Regions from separate parts of the Mus musculus genome. Here region 1 is linked to region 2. Evidence: chromatin contacts called from public Hi-C data. All regions are on one chromosome and are shown on one strand. Each heading gives the region's core, a stretch centred on a gene start, on an enhancer-like site or on the middle of the called end of the contact. The rest is flanking DNA. Distances are from core to core; before and after follow the strand shown. Region 1 overlaps Pdzd2 (PDZ domain containing 2). Region 2 overlaps Pdzd2 (PDZ domain containing 2).

The links. A called contact is a pair of places that touch in the nucleus more often than the background predicts.
Region 1: a Hi-C map of myeloid progenitors shows a contact between it and region 2, with 2.8 times the contacts expected there. The contact joins two enhancer-like sites. A contact is called at or near these places in 21 of 484 Hi-C or Micro-C datasets (the CH12 cell line, the G1E-ER4 cell line, the HPC-7 cell line and 13 more) and 4 of 115 datasets of contacts at active chromatin or transcription factors (bone marrow-derived macrophages, embryonic stem cells and large pre-B cells).

The regions. Positions count from the first base shown.
Region 1 is chr15:12,476,531-12,480,676 of GRCm38.p6, forward strand. The region is part of intron 3 of Pdzd2 (PDZ domain containing 2); the gene reads right to left. Among named protein-coding and RNA genes, the nearest start is that of Gm52211, 13 kb to the right of the region's middle. Within about 2 kb of position 2,866, at least 68 of the 459 cell types and tissues checked have an H3K27ac peak or open chromatin away from gene starts, as enhancers often do. A contact at or near this core is called in Th1 cells and myeloid progenitors, where this site is marked.
Region 2 is chr15:12,373,889-12,378,017 of GRCm38.p6, forward strand. It overlaps Pdzd2 (PDZ domain containing 2), which reads right to left. Exons shown (of 26, transcript NM_001081064.2): 21 at 1-2,492. Among named protein-coding and RNA genes, the nearest start is that of Golph3, 54 kb to the left of the region's middle. Within about 2 kb of position 2,328, at least 121 of the 459 cell types and tissues checked have an H3K27ac peak or open chromatin away from gene starts, as enhancers often do. A contact at or near this core is called in Th1 cells and myeloid progenitors, where this site is marked.

The DNA.
Region 1 (4,146 bases), core at 1,616-4,115, 100 kb after region 2:
GTATGGGATGCTGGCCAGCTGGGGACCAGCCGCAGGGCCATGGACCACATGGTGGAGAGCGGCAACTCCGTGGTAGTGCCCAGAAGATCCAGGTACCCACCAAGCAAGTCGTCCCTGTGAGGTGGCATCCTGTAGGACTCTCTGTGAACCCATCCCATGCAGGAGTGCTAGCTCAGCAAGAGTCTCCACACGGGTCAGTACAGCACTGTTGGACTCCTGTGTCTACCTCCCCATGATTCCTGTGGAGAAGGTACCTCTCTGGCATACCTGGTGCCTGGCCCTGTTGCTGGATCCTCCCCAGATAGCTGCAAGCAGGTTTTACTCATGCTAATTCAGGTAGAGGATTCCCTCAAGGAGGGTTCTTGGTCTTCTGGCAGCCTCGAGTCTGTGTTGTGTGCCCATTCTCCCCGGAATATAGTGTGCTTCTGAGACATTCTGCAAGTTAATGGTCACTTGTCATCTCAAACCAGAACTGACTCCTTTGCCTTCTGCACTGGGCAGTGATCAGAAACGACGGGAAAACAAACTCAAGAGCATCCGCAATAATAAAGAGGCAGCGCTTTTCGAAACATCAAGAGAATCTCACAAAAAGCATTTAGATATGGGGTCACAGTTTGGGTTTCCAAATGCAAATCACCGTGAGAAACAGGGTTTTAAAATAATTGTGACTGCCATAATTTATGTGTGTGTTTACCATAACATGGTGAGCACATTGGAAAAACCCCACAGCCTGGGAAACACTCTTATAAACACGTTCACATGCAGGGTAAGTGTACCGAGTCCCATCACCCCAAACCATCCCAGTCTGACGCGTTCACTGCTATGCCCTTACGGCCTACAGTGTCTGCCTTTCTCCTGCTTCCTGTACCTTGAGTCTTCCTTCAGACTGCCCAGCCCCAGAAAATAAAATACACGCCTATCTCTTACTACCACTTTTGCAGACTGCTTCAGTGTTCATCCCTTCTGGAGTCTCTCTCTCCGTAGGCTGTAAGATAGTATTGAACTTTATACTCCCGCCCCACAGAGTTTTACAGCTAATTATTTCAGTAACGCTTGCTCATTACCCCGTCATGGAGACCCGTTTCAAAACGTGAAATTTCCATATGTGAAACTTCTTGCTATACACAGGACTGTCTTGACTCGCTCCCCTGTTCCGGGTCTGTTGGTTGAGTCACGCACCACACTATCTTAATGACTACAGCTTTAAAGCACAACACGCAGACTGGTGAGAACGCACCCTGCCCGGCTTTTAGTTTGCAAAAAATTTCTGAGCTCTTCGCTCACTCTCCCCCACTTCCAGATGAATGTTAGCTCGAGCAAGTCCCCAAATGATTCTTTTCAGATGTTTTTTTGTTGTGAATTTAAAACCAATTAAAATATTTTGATGAGATGTCATTTATTTATGGGTAACAAAGTAATATAATACAATCTGGTATTCTTAAAAGAATTTTGAGCCAGTGGGATGGTTCAGCAGGGAAAAGCTATTCTGTGCAGAACTGACAGTGTGGTACTGGTCCCTGGGACCTCTAATGGTAAGAAAGAGCTAACTCCTGAAAGTTATCCTCTAACCCCCACACGCATGCTGTGGAACCTGGACACGTACCCACCCACCCACCCACCCACCCCACGGGCACAGAGGGAGTAAGAGAACTAGAATAATAAAGTTTAAAAAGATGCCTACAGAGTCCATGCACCAGCTGCAAGAACTATGGTGAGGAATGTATATCCCAAACGACTGTTCTTTAATGAAGGTTACAGTAAAGCAAGGCTTTCCACAGTGAAAAGCAGCAACCAATTTGCTTCACCAGCCCTGGTGATGATCACTGAGTGTTTAGAACGGATCTCCAGGCTCTGAGCAGCATCCCACAAGCCTGCAACTGACGTCGAGGAATCCGAGGTTTTCTGTAATCAAAGGGTCTGAATCCAGACATTTGCATCACATAATTATTCCTCATCACTCTCTTTCATGATACCCCTTCTCCACTCGAACCTGAATTTCCGAGTGCTGCACTCATGATACAATTAACCATGGGCATCGATGTCTCAAAATCATTACAATAGACTTTCAATGGGGCACATCCAACTTTACACTGAAGGCCATTTAAAGAGATGTTAGGTCCTGGCACCTCTGTAAGTATAATAATTACAACTTAGTAAAGGGGCATAATGTTAGAAAAATGGCTGATTTCCTTTAAAGATGCTGACTAGATTTTTCCTTCCAAAAAATACAACAAAAACCAAGGAGATGTAACTTGGTTCAAAATGTAGTCAGAAACAGAAATAAAACCTATATTCAAAATTGAAGCAATGGACATCTGTGGCACATATATACACAGAAATGCAATTCGGCAGTACAAAGGAACAGACTTTTGATACATAAAACTGTGCAGATGAATCCCAAATGCATTATTCTATCTGTACTAGTTAGTGTTAACAGTCATGACATCAAACATGGTCCTCGGCCACCAAATCTTCCTTGCTTTTTGCCCCATAAGCCAAGATCGTTACACTTCCATTGCCTTCTGTGGGCTTCCAAAATCCTGCCAATCTGTAATATTTAGCGTTAATTTCTGGCGAACTGCTTGATGCTTGCAACCTCAAAGCTGTTGTGCTCCGACCTGGTGTTTTACATTGTCCCTCTGTTACATATGAGGGGGAAACCGTCACTTGGTCACGTCTCCTGGACTGGCTCCTCTTAGTGTGCTTTAGTTGTTAATCTTTTCTAATTTTTAAAAATGTGTAAGTTAGGGAAATGGCTCAGTGTTTAACAAGCTTGTATGCGCACAAGAGCCTCAGTTTGGATATAGCAAGCCTGGGTGAGTCTCCCTCCCCCAGCGTCAGGCTTTGGAACGCTTGGTCCCTCACTGATACTGAGGTTTGTGGATGCTTAGGAGGTGTGGCCTTGTTGGAGGAAGTATGTCACTGGGGGCGGGCTTTAAGGTTTTCAAGCTTAAACTGTTCATTCCCAGCCTGCTTGGAGTTCAGCTTGCAAGCCACCAGCTTCCTGTTCCTGTTGCCGAACCTTGACTTCACCAGCATGAACTCTAACCCCCTGGGGCTGTTAGCCCAGATCTTTTGTAAATTGCCTCGGCAATGGTGTTTCATAACAGCAATAGAGAAATAACCAGTACACAGGGGGTTCCCCCAGAGCAAGCTGGCTGGTAGGACTAGCTGTATCAGTATGCTCTGAGTTTGATTGAGAGAGTCTGCCTCAATAAGATGGAAGAGCTACAGGGGATGATGGCTCCTGATATTAACCTTGGGGCTCAGCTGGGCAGTGGTGGCGAACACCTTTAATCCCAGCACTTGGGAGGCAGAGGCAGGGGGATTTCTGAGTTCGAGGCCAGCCTGGTCTACATAGTGAGTTTCAGGACAGTCAGGGCTACACAGAGAAACTCTATCTTGAAAAAGCAAAAACAAACAAACAAACAAACAAAAACCCTTGTGGCTCCATACACAAGCATGTGTCCCACACATATACATGCATGTACACACACACACACACGATAATAAAGAAGAAAGTAAGGTTATCTTTGAACTAACGAACAAAGCAGCTGGAACAAGCTCTTCTCCCTCATCAAGTCTCTAGGTAATTCTACCACAGGAGGTGTTACTGCAGCCCAGCAGGGGTAAACAGGCTTAAAGTCACTGGAAATGACTGAAACCACTGAGCACAAGGCTCCCGTGTTAATGTTTCAATAAAATCTTTTGTTCGGTTCTGCTAAAGCCTTTTCAGTCTCCTCCTTTCCCCCTTTAGGCCACCCCTGGCCAACCTGTGAGTGCTGGCATGTCAGGACCCACTCTTCTGGGGGAAGGAGGGCTTCTCAGAGCTGAGGCTCATAGAACTCACGAAGCCCCCTATTCCTGTGTCTCCACACTTTCACACTGCCCATATACACCTGCTTAGGAATCAAAGTCCAACTCAGAACAGCCCCCGCCTCACAAAATTTCCCCCCAGCCTACAGCCCTGCATAGCATCAGGTGACCTTGGCTATGAAAGCACATGCAACCATTATTGTTATCATTCTGTCCAAGCTCCTCCCCACAGTTACCTAGCAACAGCCAGGGAGGCCTGGCTATAAAAGGGGTTGCTTGCCCCCTCCTCCCTCTCTTGTTCTCCTGTCCCCTTGCCCTTCGCCCCCTCCC
Region 2 (4,129 bases), core at 1,078-3,577:
CTTTGGCATTCTTTCAGAAGAAATCTCAATGATTTTTAGCTGGTTTGTCCTTTCCAGAGGATCACTAGCCATTTTTTCGGTTCCTTTCTCACTGATGCCCTGGGGCTGGGCTGCTTCTGTTAACACCAAGTCTACTCGGCTGTGTGTGAACTGCTTGCTCTGTCTGACCCCTGCCAAGGCTATATTGGTCCTCGATGCGGAGGGACTCACTGACCCAGAGTTAGCATGGGGCACCTTGCCCTCTGGTCCATACCTAGGGGGCCTGGAGGTGGCTGGACAGCTTGTGTCAGATTCCAGGTAGACAGCCATGTGGAACCTATTGTTTGCACCTTGCTCAGGGAGAGGCTTGGGGGAGGTCAGGGGAGAAGTAATGGTTCTAATGCTTGTGTCAGATGCGGAGGTCCTCAGCGACCCAGAGGCAGCCAGGGGTGGCTTGCTCTCTGGCACACACTGGGGAGGCTTGGAGGTGTCTCCAGCAGTGTTCTTAGGCTCCTCTTGGTCAGCTATGTGGAGCCTGTGTGACACTGCCTTAGAAAGCATTTTATGGGCAGCCTGGGGTGAAGGCAAGGACTTCCTGTGGTCGGTCCTGCCGCCCTTAGCGGGACTGGCCACAGGTGCCTCCGGACTGGCTTTGCTTTTGCTGTTCAGCCTCTTAAGCTTCGGGCTGCCCTTGGGCTTCTGACAGTTACTTAGTGTTTCCACTGGGCTTTTAGGGGATAGGTCCTTATTTTCTTGACTCTTCTGCCGGGGAGGTGGACTCTTAGGCACAGCCATTCCCTTTCTGTGGCTGGGGTTCACCGTGTTGCCTTTCGAGCCAGGACTCATAGCCAGCATTGAGGGTTGTTCCTTCTCAGATTTGCTCTGCAGATGTGCGCCTTGGCTGTCTTTATTTATGTCTTTAAACCAGGTCATGATAGGCCTCCTGGAGGTCGTTTTTGGTTTCTGTAGCAAGCCGTCCAGGTTGCCGCCCTTGGCAATGTGTAGGTTTGCCAAAACGGCCTCTCCATTCTTAGGGCCCTCGGCCCCCAGGGCATACACACTGCTCATGACATGAGAGGCATCTGCTCCTTTGTCTGGGGTTCCCTCATCCAGCAGGTCCTGTCCCAAACCATTTACCATATCTGGGTTCCTGAGCACAAATGGCGGGTTTCCACAAGGTCTGGTCGTTTGAGAAGGCTGGCTGTCTCCCACGACTGAGCCGGTGCTGCTGACCGCCAAGGTTTCCTCTGCGCACCCGGGCATGTGGCTCCGTGAAGTCTGTACGCCCGCCCAAGTCTCATGCTCCAGAGAGCTTACATCCAGGAAGGAAAATGGCTGGGAAGAGCCCGGGATGCAAGTGTTCGAGGCTCCTGTCATGAAGCAGGCTTTCTCGCAGGCGTCCCCCACCGGCTCCCTCACAGTCTGCTGTACCGAGGGAACTGCGCCGCCTGCAGCCTGGGCAGGAGCTTGGGCAGGCACTGGGGTCTCAGGACAACCACCTGGGGCACAGATTTCTATTTGCTCGTCCTCAGACTCACTGCTACCTTCCTTACGGGAGGACTCATGAGATGGAGGAGCTGGCCAGTTGTTCCTGGCCGCTGCTCGTGGATCTTCAACAAGAGACTCGGGGTCTGAAGACGAGTCTTCAGCATCGCCATACATGGACGAGGGCGAAGGTTCCGAGACGCCGTCTTCGTGGAAACTGCTAAAATTTCTGGAGTAGTTGTTCAGAAAGTTTTTGTTCCCAGCCAACTGTTTGTCAGGATGGACGGAATCCAGAACGGAAGGCTGGAAGGTCCACTGAGGGGGTGGGGGTGAGCCTGTGCCTCCGGTCTTCCCATGGTGGGAACTGCCACCCCCAGCTCCCCCTGGTGGCTGACTCTCAAAAATGTCCTGGTGAGTCCTGCAGTCTGCTCTCTGAGGAGACTGAGAAAGCCACGCCTCCGGGGCTTCCCCAATGAACTTGTCAATGTCTGTCACCGGGCTCTCTGTGCTCCCCGACAGGGTCCCATCAGTAGTCACTGGCACAGAGGGACCGGCGTGTGACAACTTTCCAGATGCTGACGCTGTTTCTTCAAGCAGAGCCCTATCTTTCAAGCTTGTAGGTACGCAGTGTCCTGGAGTTTCCAGGGCCTTGCTGGGACCCGAGGGGTCTCGGCTCCTTTCCTGACCCAGGAGGGAGGGATGAGGGATGGCCGTAGCTCGTGTCTCTCCTATGCTCATGGGGACAGCTGCTCTCCTGGTGCTGGGAGTGCTGTCCCCAGGGCCAGCCCAAGTCCTGCTGGAGTCGGGAAGAGCTGAGGCCTTCTCCCTGGGAGACAGGCTTCTCTGGCTGGCTGGCTTCATTTTAGATACGCCCTGGGACTCAGGCTCCGAGGTCCCGGGAGACACAGGCTGGCTGAGGCTCTCAGGTTGGAGGACTTGCTCGGTGACTGCAGGAGTCTCGCTGGAGTCAGGACGAACTTCCCTGCTCTTCCCTGGGGAAGGGGGATGGTCTGAGGACCCATCCCATCCTGTATAGGGTAGGGGAGAGGAAAGGGAAGTGTAAGCAAACGGGAACCCTCTAGAAGTTCTGCAAACATAAGCCATCTCAATACTGTTTCTCAGAAGTCCACAGCCTGCATCTAGACCTTTGGTTTTTTTCTCTCTCCAATTGTAGAGCGCTCAGATCTAGGAACCACCACCCTGCTTTAATGGCCTTAAAGTAACTGGGACAAGCAGAATGGACATTTAAACTTGCCCATTTCCCTCTTTGTTTGCTTTCAGATAGGAGACACCAGAAATCTTCTGCCTGGGTTTCTTTACCCAAATGTCTCTGCCGTCAGCAGTTCTGGAAAGACAGACACCGTTGGTTGTATTCCTTAGCTTTGGCCTAGACTGGGCAGAGGCTTCGTGTCTTACCTCATTCCAGCATCTATTTATCTGACTATGAGTGACTCGGACTGTACCAAGAAACAGTTCAACCTCCAAACCACAGGGAGGCTTGCTTTTTTTTTTTTTTTTTTTTTTTTGCGCTGCACAGGAGACGGAGCCGACGCTCCAGGTGGGGCCCTTGTTGGTACTGAGCTTCAGCTCGGCTTTGAAGTGACTTGTCCAAACAGGGGATCTGAAAGCCAGTTATTCCAGGAAGCCTTAACGGTAGAGGAAGCTTGAGAGGGGCTCATGAGGGACGGATTGCTCCGAGTGGGGAGGAGAACACCAGGCTGAAAGCACAGAGGCACAAAAGAGCACACAGCTCCGAGAAGCAGGGACCGTTGGAAGGGGGGCAGTTGGGGGGGGCATGGCATGTCACTCAGGGCAGGTGCTGAGAGCCGCTCTGTCCTAGGGTGTCTCCTCAGAAAGCCCAGTAGCATGCACTGCACTCTCTTGGGCTAATATCACTTTGACAAGTGACCCACAAAAGGTCTTCGTATGAGCAGTGTTACCCCAAATGTTAAGTATATGTCCTCAAAGCTTTATAATTATTAATTGGTTTTAAATACAGAGTCTTGGGGCTGGAGAGATGGCTCAGTGGTTAAGAGCACTGACTGCTTTTTCAAAGGTCCCGAGTTCAAATCCCAGCAACTACATGGTGGCTCACAACTATCTGTAATGGGATCTAATGACCTCTTTTGGTGTGTCTGAAGACAGCAACAGTGTACTCATATAAATAAAATAAATCTATTAAAATGTTTTTAAAAAAAGAGAGTGTCTTGAGTATCCCAGGCTAACCTTGAACTCACTATATACCAGAGGGCGACCTTGCGATAACCATTGAGCCATCTTACTGGCCCTGCTCACATGACACTTTGATATTGGGTTTCAGCAAGTTCAGTAAGGCAGGCCATGAACCTGCCACCATCCTATCTTGGCCTCAGGACTGGTTGGGATTATAGGTTTGTGTCACTGGGCTTGGCTTTAATTGAATCTTTTATCCCCCTCCTGTTGTCCCTTTATGAATAATTACAAACTAATTATTAGCCAATAATGAAGTCTTAGCACCGTGGAAGGAGATTTCCACACAGTTAATTTTCTTCCCAGTACTGGGAGGTGGGTGGGCCCTGTGCATTGAGAGAACGAGGAAGGGAGTCACCGAATGGTTAGGTAACATGCCCAAGCTCACAGTTCACAGGCGGGAGAGCCAGGGTTTGCTCCACAGCTTGTGCTTGGC